Linked DNA regions of Rattus norvegicus: region 1 is linked to region 2. The links are chromatin contacts, called in public Hi-C maps. All regions are on one chromosome and are shown on one strand. Each heading gives the region's core, a stretch centred on a gene start, on an enhancer-like site or on the middle of the called end of the contact. The rest is flanking DNA. Distances are from core to core; before and after follow the strand shown.

Evidence for each region. A called contact is a pair of places that touch in the nucleus more often than the background predicts.
Region 1: a contact with region 2 is called in a Hi-C map of the A7r5 cell line, with 4 times the contacts expected there. The contact joins two enhancer-like sites. A contact is called at or near these places in 2 of 12 Hi-C or Micro-C datasets (the A7r5 cell line and the Rat2 cell line).

What each region holds. Positions count from the first base shown.
Region 1 is chr6:95,165,576-95,171,150 of GRCr8, forward strand. No RefSeq gene overlaps it. Among named protein-coding and RNA genes, the nearest start is that of Trnaa-agc24, 8.5 kb to the right of the region's middle. Within about 2 kb of position 2,141, at least 7 of the 93 cell types and tissues checked have an H3K27ac peak or open chromatin away from gene starts, as enhancers often do. A contact at or near this core is called in the A7r5 cell line, where this site is marked.
Region 2 is chr6:94,945,550-94,950,791 of GRCr8, forward strand. No RefSeq gene overlaps it. Among named protein-coding and RNA genes, the nearest start is that of Frmd6, 130 kb to the right of the region's middle. Within about 2 kb of position 2,717, at least 20 of the 93 cell types and tissues checked have an H3K27ac peak or open chromatin away from gene starts, as enhancers often do. A contact at or near this core is called in the A7r5 cell line, where this site is marked.

The sequences.
Region 1 (5,575 bases), core at 891-3,390, 220 kb after region 2:
CTTTCACCCTCATCTTAGCCCTTCAGTTCACATCCTGAACTCACTCCCTCCTCTCAGTCCATGACAAAAGGTTTCGTTTTTAAACCAAAACACAATGAAAACACAGGAACAGAAGAGATTCTTTGCCCTCTGTCCACCTGTCCACCCTACCTTTAGCATACAGTTCCAGAAGGTATCCATCCCAACTTTCTCTGCTTTCTCAACTCCATTTCTTGTTCCCCTGTGCCTCAGTCAGGGTTTCTATTCCTGCACAAACATCATGACCAAGAAGCAAGTTGGGGAGGAAAGGGTTTATTCAGCTTACATTTCCATGTTGCTGTTCATCACCAAAGGAAGTCAGGACTGGAACTCAAGCAGGTCAGGAAGCAGGAGCTGATGCAGAGGCCATGAAGGGATGTTACTTACTGGCTTGCTTCCCCTGGCTTGCTCAGCTTGCCCTCTTATAGAACCCAGGACCACCAGCCCAGAGATGGCACCACCCACAATGGGCTGGGTCCTCCCTTCTTGATCACTAATAGAGAAAATACCTTACAGCTGGATCTCATAGAGGCATTTCCTCAAGGGAGGCTCCTTTCTCTGTGATAACTCCAGCTGTGTCAAGTTGACACACAGAACCAGCCAGTGTACCCTGCTACCCCTGCCTCTGCAGCCTCCTTGTACCAAACTCCTGAGGAAGTTGCCAGTCTGCAGGTGATGGAACTCTCGGCCTGTTGGTAAATGCTTCCTCTTCAGGGCACTCTCATCACCCCTTGCTATGACAACATGACCTTCTATGCTCTTTCTATCTCAAAGGTCACCCCCCTCTGTCTCCTTTCTGGCTTCTCTGGTCCCTTTTGACCTGCTTTTGTTCCCACACTTCCCTCTGTGACCCACTGACCCACTGGTTTTATCTCTTTACTTTCATCTCTTCCTGGTTTAAACTGCACGTATTCAGTGCTGTCCCCCAGAACAAAGGGATCCTAGCCATCCCACCGCAGTCCCCAGCCTTGGATACCTGCTAGTCACCTCTACCTCAGTGTATTTAGAACACCTCAGATCATTATCACAACATTCACTTTTTTTTTTTTATTTATTAAACTAACTCCTTCGGGAGTCTCCCTATCAGCTGGTGAGGTCATTGCTGCCCCTCCCCTATCCCCCTTAAGCCAGAGATTTGGAAATAACCTTTTTTTTTTTCAGTGCTGGGAACTGAGGACAGAGCCACATGCCCTCTGGGCAACTGTTCTCCCTCTGAACTTTGTCCCTTACCGGGAAGTCATCCTTGATACGTGACGGTCGGTCATTTAGTAGACCCTCTTGTGTGGGTCTCCCAGATGTTTCTAGGTACATATTTTACCAACATCGTGGTTCTGGCCACCACTTGAACTACTGTGGTGTCGTCCTGACCTTTTTCCCCGGGGAACAGGGTTATCCTTGTAAATCTGCCTCCCCACTCTAGAGGGACCTGTGTTCATTTTTGAACCGCCTTCCCTGAAATCTCCAGGGGATCTCCCTTACTTCCAGCAGGAGCTCCAGCCCTTTGGTGGGCTATGCAAGGCACCCTGAGATCTCAAAACTGTTTCTGGTATGAGCGTCTCCTTCCCGCTCTGTGGACCACTCTCTAGCAGCACTGAAGTAGTGTGGTCCCTGCAGGTGACTTGCAGTTCCTCCATTCTAATCAGTATGCCTCTCTGTGACAATTTTTTTCCCACCCTCACCCCACTCCTCAACACATTTACGTCCGGCAAACAGCCTGGTGAGCAGTCAGTCAGCGCGGCAGTGGAGAGACCCAGGTCTCACTGGGGGCTAAGATGGTCATTAAAGGCCCTGAGGTAGGGTCCAAAGGAATTTTCCTTGGTCTCTTAACTACTACAGTTTCATCTGGAGGTATGGGTTCTAACTGCCCCCCTTTCCGGGTATATATTTCCAACCGTTTGTGCCTGCATCTGTACCACATTTTGCAGTTCCTTGGGAAAGGTGATATCACCTCACTTAAGCGCCAGGCCTGTGATCACCTCATGCAATCCTAACATTCTCCTGTTTGCTGAGTGAGATTTACGGGCCACCCATTGCTGTTGCTCTGGTTTTCCTATTCCGCCTTACCCAAGTGAGGAGGGCTTGGAAAGAAAATGAACATCCCACCAGCAGAGGGCAGCAGAGAGCCTGGACTCAGCACTGGCAGAGTCAGGCCTGGGTGTGTGTGAGAAAGGATGCAGATTAAAGTCCACTCCTATCTTGCCAGTCCTGGCACCGCGACGGGTGATAGATGGTGTATGTGTATAGACATGCTGAAACAGAGAACAGGGATAGAAACGTGAATGTGTGCCTTCGATGCTGGGAAAGGACGAAGGAATATATTCCAATTTATGACAGACAGGGAAGGGGTTTGGTTTTTTGTTTTGTTTTATTGAGATGGAGTTACTCTGTAGCCCATGGTAACCTCAAATCCATGGTGAGCCTCACGAGTGCTGGAATTACAGATGTGAGCCATCACATCTGGCAAGGAATTCATGAATTTTAAAACCTCACCAGGGCTCAGATGTTCCCTGCTTAAGGGAAGAGAGCTTCCCTATGGCTCATGTTGGAGTTGGGAGACCTGATTGTGTGGGAACAAAGACAAGACAGCAAGGTAGACACCAAGCAGAGAGGCTCTGCCTTTTCCAAGACACTCTACTGGGCCTGTACACTCGTCTTCCTCCACCCTTCAGGTCTCGTGCCAAGCAGAACCCCCTTGGATCTCTGTGGAAGATCCTTACTATTCAGAACTGAGGAAGGCAACTTATGGAAAATCAGTACTTTATCATCATCTTCCGTTCGACCAACTTTGTACTTCTGAAAGAGGAGAGTTGAGCGCCACCTTGTGGTTGATAGCCTCCATTTCAATGGCTATTAATAACCCAGCCCCAAGGCTACCCAGCACAGAGATCTTCAAGAGGTCTGATGCCCCAGAAAGTACAGCAGTGGAGAGACCTGTGTCTCACTGGGGGATAAAATGATCATTAACAGAATCGAGGTGGGGTTCAAGGGAATTTTTCTTGTTCTCTTAACTAGTATGGTTTATCTGGAGGTATGGGTTCTGATTCTAAGCAGTCTAAAAATAACATCCTTGGGGTTGGAGATTTAGCTCAGTGGCAGAGCACTTGCCTAGCAAGCACAAGGCCCTGGGTTCTATCCTCAGCTCCGAGAAAAAAAAATAGTATCCTTGTACAATGGCAGGAACACCAGACTGGAAGCCAAGACACTACATATCTAACTGTCCGTCTGCCACAGCATACACAGCTAGGTTAACATCAGAAGATGACAGACAGGGGCCTCCATCTGAATCCAAGTGTGGTGCATGTGTGTCCACAGGCTAAGAAACCCTTTGCTGAGTGTCTCCCCTGCATTTCCCCTGTGTTATATAACATATATTAAGATGGTATTTATTAGAGTAGCTTATAGGGTGTGGTCCAGAGAGTCCAACAATGGTTGTCTCAGTCAGAAAGGCCTAGATCCCACTAGTTGTCAGCTGTCCCCAGTCTAGCGCTGGAGTCCTGGAGATTCCCAGAGAGTTGACAAAATTGGATTTAATGCCCGCCACTGCAGCGGGATGGATGCTGCTGAAGGCGATCGGGCAAAAGGCAAAATTTCCTTCTGCTGCGCCCATCTGGGCTGCCACCAGAAGGTGTTACCTAGAGTAGGTCTTCCTGATTCAAACAGTCTGGTTAAGAACATCCCTGAGTGAAGTGCACAGCATCTGGGGTCTTTGTTGAACACAGGTGTAGTCAAGTTGACAGCTTTAAAGTAGATGGCCTCCATTTTTCAAAACTTCTGGTCTTCTCCTTTTTATCACGGTGAATATGGGAGGTAGGGATCCCCACATAAGCCACATGGCTTAAATACTTGGCATCTCTTGGTGGTAGATGAGTACAGGTTCCAGGGGTGTTCAACAAGTACCAGGCACTCACGCCACTGCCTGCTTATCCTGTGAATTCCCCCTTGTTTCCATATGACTTTTGGCAAAAATGAATAAATAAGATACCCTTTAATTTCTGACAATAAAAGGTAGAACCAAGACACACAGAGAGAGAGAGAGAGAGAGAGAGAGAGAGAGAGAGAGAGAGAGAGAGAGATGTTTTGCTGAGGAATTAAGAGAAAATCTTACAGGGCAGACACAGTGCTTGCAGTGCTCTATATGAACACAGACAGCGATGTGCTCAGAACTGCACCTAATCATCTCGTCTGACAAATGACGTTGTGAGGTTCATGTTTTGACCCCCTTTTGACCTCCTTTTGGAGCTCAGGCAGAGAGAGCTCGAGGATTTTGCTTAGGGTCACGTAGATATCCCTTTAACATAGGCCTGTCTTTCCCATAAGCAATGAATGCTACAGAAGTATCCTTGACACGCACAGACTGCACATATTTCAAGTATAAACCTGAGTGAAACTTGGATGAAACCTGCATCACCACTATCAAGATGATGCCCATTCTGTCCCCGTGTCCACTTCCCTGCACTCTTTGAGAGCTCTACACTGCTCTTCCCTTCCAGCACTGTTTTCGTTTTATACACCTTTATGCCACTCAGTCTCCGTTCTGAATGGCTTCGCTTCTCTGCCTAGTTACTTAGATATTCACACTGCAGTGGGTATGAGTAGCCCATCCCTCTTCCTTATCAAGTAGCATCTCTTTCAATGAATACACCGCCATTCCTTGGCTATGGACCTTCGGGTTTTGGTGAGCCCTCCATCCCTACGGGTTCTGTGGTCTTGAATTCAGTACACAGGCAATGCAATCATTCCCTTTGTGTGTACTTGAACATGTGCAGACATTTTCCTTTTACCTCTTCACCTGCAATACAGCTTAACAACTATTTACCCAGCGTTTCCCTTGTGTTAGATGGAGCGAGTGATCCATGGTTGCTTTAAGTCACACAGTAGGACTGTGTGGTTGTGTGGTGATACTGGGCTGCTATGAACAGAGAGGATTTGAGCAGCCACACATTTGGCTGTCTGCGGGGCACCTAGGAGCCAATCCCCTGAGGATACCAAAGGATAGCTGGATGTTTACACTGGGGCTATTCCGAATGAGCATCACTGTGCAAGTCTGTGAGGTGGATCTAAGCCTTGTTTCTTTGTGGTAAAAGCTGAGAAATGGAATGTGGAGGTTCTGCGGTGAGTATAGATTTAAGTTTTTAAAACCCAGGTAGCCTGTTTCCAAAGTGGCTTAACCTAAACCATGCTCCATAGCAGTGTGTCAGACTTCTGGCTTCTCCACACCCTGCCCAGTGCTTGCTGGGAGCTTTCTCTACTTCATGGTGCTAGTGGGTATACACTGCCCATTGTGTTTCAGTATTTTCCCCAACATATTTTTATTGATTCATTGGGGATTTTACATCACATCACACACCCTTGTCACTTCCCAATCCTTCTGTGTCTGCCCTTCCCCCACCCCGTCCCTTTTGCTTTCCTCCCAGGTCTTTTCACACACACACACACACACACACACACACACACACACACACACACACCCGCCAACCGCCACCCTTGGCCACAGCACCAGGGTTACAGGTGGATGAACAGCCAGACCAACTTTTAAGTGTTGAGATCCCACCTCATG
Region 2 (5,242 bases), core at 1,467-3,966:
TGCTGCGAGGTTAACCAGAAGCCTCAGCTATTTCAGGGCCGTGACTGGGTCTCTGGTGGAAATCTATTCTGCAGATGCAGCCAGTGGTGCCAGTGGTGGCCTGCATGCCTTTAACCCCAGCACTCAGGAGGCAGAGGCAGGGGGATCTCTGAGTTAAGACTAGATGGAGTTCCAAGACAACCAGGGGTCAACAGAGAAACACTATCTCAGATGAATAAATAGATAATAATAAAAATAAAATAAAAATGTGTTCAAAAAGAAATGAAAACTTATACAATGCGCTGCTTCATTTTGAATGGGGGTTATGAGCAACCCACAGGCCTCCATCCCCCAATTCAGATCTAATTTTCCAAGCCTCATTATTCCTCTGAGACAAAATTCATGTGACCAAGCCAAGGAGATTCTTTAGGACGGGTGTGACGTTAGAAATAGGACATAAAATATTACGTCAGGTTTGTCCACATAAGAGAAGAGCGTCATCTCAGCATGTTCAGCTGACCTTTGTAAAACTGGGTTCCCAGGGAAAAAGGATTTTAAGGGTTTGCAGCCCCATGGCCTCTAACATCCCCACCCCCACCCTTTGTGCCAAAATCGCATCCGACAGTATTCTCCTTCAATCTGAGGAAGAGTGTACCAGGAAGATATTCTATAGATAGGATAAGTTATCTTACCTTGAGGCATAACAGACAATATTTAAGAACCAGGGAGGAGGGGGAAAGAAGCACAAACTTAGATGTCTACTTCATCCTTGGCAGCTCATAAGTAAAGGAGTCCCCTCCCAAGACAATGAATCCTGTGGTGCAGGAGAGACGGCCCAGGCTCAGCAGTTAAGAGCACTGTCTGGTCATCCAGATAACTCAGGTTCCCAGCACCCACATAGTGGTTCACAACCATCTACAAGTCTAGTTTCAGGGACTCTGACACCCTCTCATGACTTCCTCAGGCACTAAGCATGCGTGCATGTACATAGTCACACATGCGGGTAAAACATCTATACACATAAATTAATAAAATATTAAAAAAAATATTTTGTGGGCCCTGCTAGTTCATTTTGTAGTACCAAAGTATCATATCACTTCACAATAGATGTGGAATCTGGGTCAGACACATACAGACTCAGAACTTTAAGACCAGCTTCATATAAAGAGCCTCACTATTTCCACATTCGCCAGGGGCCCCTCTCCAGGGTTGTTGTAAGGACCTCGTGTGAAAATGTGTGTGGGGCTGTTCCACAAACTGCATTAAACACTGGAGGTTGTAATGGTGGGCCGCCTTTTTTGTATTATAAGTTTTCTCTCTAAGGGAGATCTAAGGAGAAAGTGTCTTTCTTATGACCTCTACCATTTCTGAGATCCAGAACATTCGTCTCCCACTTGGGAAATGTGAACCAGTGTGAGTCAAAAATGACACAAGCCTTACCCTGCAATATTAACTGACTTCCTGCCTGGGCGGAGCCTGGGAGATTTGATTACCTCATTGCCACCATAGCATTGCTTCCCCCCCGCCCCCTGCCCCCGGTTAACTGTGGCTATTTGGCTATATAACTCCTGCAACAGCAAATGCTCTAATGAGCCAGGCATGTGGCCATGGGGTTCCGAAAGTAACAAACACCTTCGGAATGACTCAAGCAAGCTGGCACACCAATTGTGACTTGCACACCATCTCTTATGCGCTAAGCTCCATTTAACAAATAACAGGCAGAGGACGGAGTGAGTTAGGTCTGTCCTCGGGCTCACTGCTGCACTAGCTATGAACTGGACAAGTTGACACACAGGGCACACACCACCCTGGGTAGATCCTGCATTTCTAGCTCCATTGCGTGGGGTATGGCAGTTAGAAAGGTCTGCTGACAGAAATGAGTAAGATAGACTCTGTCTGGATTCTGAGTCAGAACAAAGTCACTGGGTTCCAACTTTGACAGCCAGAGATTTTGAAGTCTATTAGGAAGGAGGTTCCTGTGGCCGATAAAACCCAGACCAACCACGGTTTTAAGATTACTTCCTACACAGGGGGAAAAAGGCATGGTGACCCTTGCACTGTAACACATCTGGTATAGAGAAGAGTTTCTGTGAAGGAGAAGCATTGGAGAGAGAGAGAGAGAGAGAGAGAGAGAGAGAGAGAGAGAGAGAGAGAGAGAGAGAATGAAAGGAGACAGTAAGGCAGAGATTCCTAGTGGCATAAGGTTTGGGCTGTTTATCACTGACAGATATCAGATATTTGATTACTAATCCCAGGGGCCACAGAACCTTTATTAATTGCTACAGAATATGTCCCGCGATTGTCCTTGGTACTGGACATTATCATTCACAAAGCTTATTTGTAAAGTTATCCCCAGTACACACCAAAGAATAATATTCAAAAATGCCTGCTCTAGGACAGATATCATTAATAAAACAAAAAGGTAAACTCCCAGATGGAGAAAAAAAGATACTGATAACATATCAAACAAGGGAATAGTCCCCAGATGCATAAAGGATATTTAAAATTAAATAATATATAAAAGAAAACCAGTAACCTACTTTAAGTATGGGCAAAAAGAACTGAACACACGCTTCACTAAAAGAAGCTGTGTGAGTGACCAAAAAACAGACGGAAAGATGCCCAGCCTCATGAGTCATCAGGGAATCACAAATCACAGAGCACAATGAAGTGCTAGACACCCACGGCCAGGAGCCGCTCACACACACGCCGGAGCAGCCGACGTTAGGAAAGCTGTCTGGCCACTCCTACTCGCACGCACTGTGTTGGGGCAGGGGAGATGGTGCAGCCATTTGGGAAAGAGCTAGGCAGTGCCTTTATAAAGTTAGTCAAATGTCTCTTGGTGACCCAATGGCTGCACTTCGTGTGCTTTATTCAGCAAAAGTAAAATATAGAATAAAAGACACGTAGGAAATTCAAACGTGAATATCTTTGTAGCCCCAAACTAGAAACAACCAAAATGCCCATCAAAGAATGAATGACTACAACACATGAGATATTTGTGCAGTGAGTTTAAGGCCAGCATTTGAAATGAGTGAACTCTTCATATATACAATGTAGATGGATTTCAAAAACATTATGCTGATCAAGAACTAGACAAAAAATAGACTAAAAGACTGAATATTTATGATGGCCAAAAAAAGACATGGTGGTTAGGAGTACATGCTGTTCCTGCACTCATATCAGGTGGCTTAGACACTGGTCTATGCAGGCACTTGCACCTCTGTGCACGCACACACACACACATACACACACACACGCACACACACACACACACACACACGCACAACGGGGGCAGGGAGGGGAGACAGACAGGCATAGAGAAGGACAGACAAAGACAGACAGAGACATATAGACAGACAGACAGAGACAGACAGACACACACACACAGAGACAGAGACAGAGAGACAGAGGCAGACCAAGAGTGTCAGAGACAGTCATAGAGACAAAGAGTTTAAAATAAAAAAATCTTTTTTGAGGCTGGGGATTTAGCTCAGTGGTAGAGCGATTACCTAGGAAGCACAAGGCCCTGGGTTCGGTCCCCAGCTCCGAAAAAAAGAACCAAAAAAAAAAATCATTTTTGAAAAAAGCGTACGAGTAACGGAAAAAAATCTACAGATGCAGGCAGCTAGAAGGTGCCAGGGAGGTGACAAGACAAGAGTCTAAAAGAACTCTTGGGCATGGTGAGGCCGCCTGTGCATTAACTGTGCACATTGGCTACACAGATGTGTGCATTCAGCTGAGCTAAACCCCGACACAGCTACGTTTTATAATATATTTTCAGATTGGTTTTTATAAGCACATCAGCGTACCAGAGTAGAACTAAGTGTCAAGGTGTTTCTCTTACATACTTCTATTGACTTTAGAATGTTTTTATTATAACAGAACGTAAAACACTAAAGTAACAGGGAGGCACTGCTGCCTGCCCACCCTCCTAGCTTAGTTATAGCTCAGGGCACATGAAACACGTGGCACCCTCAGATCCCCAGGAGAACAGGAGCATCCCCATCTTCTCATAGAGAAACTGCTCCAAGAAGAGGGTCTTCATCACTCCCTTACATTCATCAAGAGCAGTGTTTTGTTGTTAGAAATGCAAAGGCTGAGAGCATTCAGTGCAAAACGTCTAGCCAGGCAGTAAGTCTTGACTCCAAGCAAAGGAAGGAACAGACTTTTATTATTTTAATTACATGTCTGTGGGGAATAGAGGAAGACGTGCATGTGACTAAGGTGCCCTAAGGAGGTCAGAGTTTTGAGACCTGCCCCAGAGATGGAGTTGTAGGTTGTCAGTTGCCCAGCCCAAGTGCCGAGACCACACTCAGGTCTTCTACTTGAGTTTGAGAAACACCTGTTTCTAAGCACTAAGTTCTCTCTCCAGCCCAAAGCTGAGAAGGCAAAATTTCCATCAAAAGACGCTGTGATCTGATGACTTAACCTCAAAAAGTGTCAAGTTCCGTGACTCACTCTGGGCAGTTCAGAGTCAGTCTTGGTCTCGCTCCTTTTCTCTCCTGTGAAGTATGTGCTAAGTCCAAGCCTCATTGGTATTCTAGAAGATGCCACTAGGCCAGAACAGAGACAACAACCTATGCCCCCCTTTCGCCTTCCACTCCCGTCTTCATGTCTGGTGTAGAAGTTGACTATGTATTGTGGTGGGTCAGCTCTTTCTTATTTCAGCCCTAAACAATTTTGTTTCTCAAACTTCTCTAACTTACAAAGATAAATTTGTGAAAAAGCAAAAGCGATATTTATGTCTCATAAATTCTTAGCTTTGCAAAAACTCGTATTTGTGGCTGCATCTGGCATAAGCCCACATACTTACGTCGTGTTTTCTCTGAGCGGCACTGAGAACGCACTTAAAATGCAGTGGAAAGTGTGGGGTAGAGAGTGAGCACTATTAAATGCAGTAATCACCCTAAATGTACCAGGAATAAAGGTCATCCACATGACTCACCCACGGAAACAAAGACGGAATTCTTAATTTAGTAGTCCCTTGGGGGTGTTATTTAGCAGGATTTTAAAGGTGGTTTAAACACACCTCTTAGTGATTCATAAAAGAGCGCACGTTAAATCATAAAATGGATTCTTATGTAAAACGATTCCTTTTTAAATATCAGAAAATCCACCGGGTTTCGGGCCTCACGTGTTTTGGGGTTTGAATGGCAGAAGAACCATGTCATTCTGAGTTGCACACACCTCACAGATGGTTATTGTTAGGTAAAGACAGAAACCTGAAGGACAGGGGCAGAAGTGAAATGATTGGCAATCT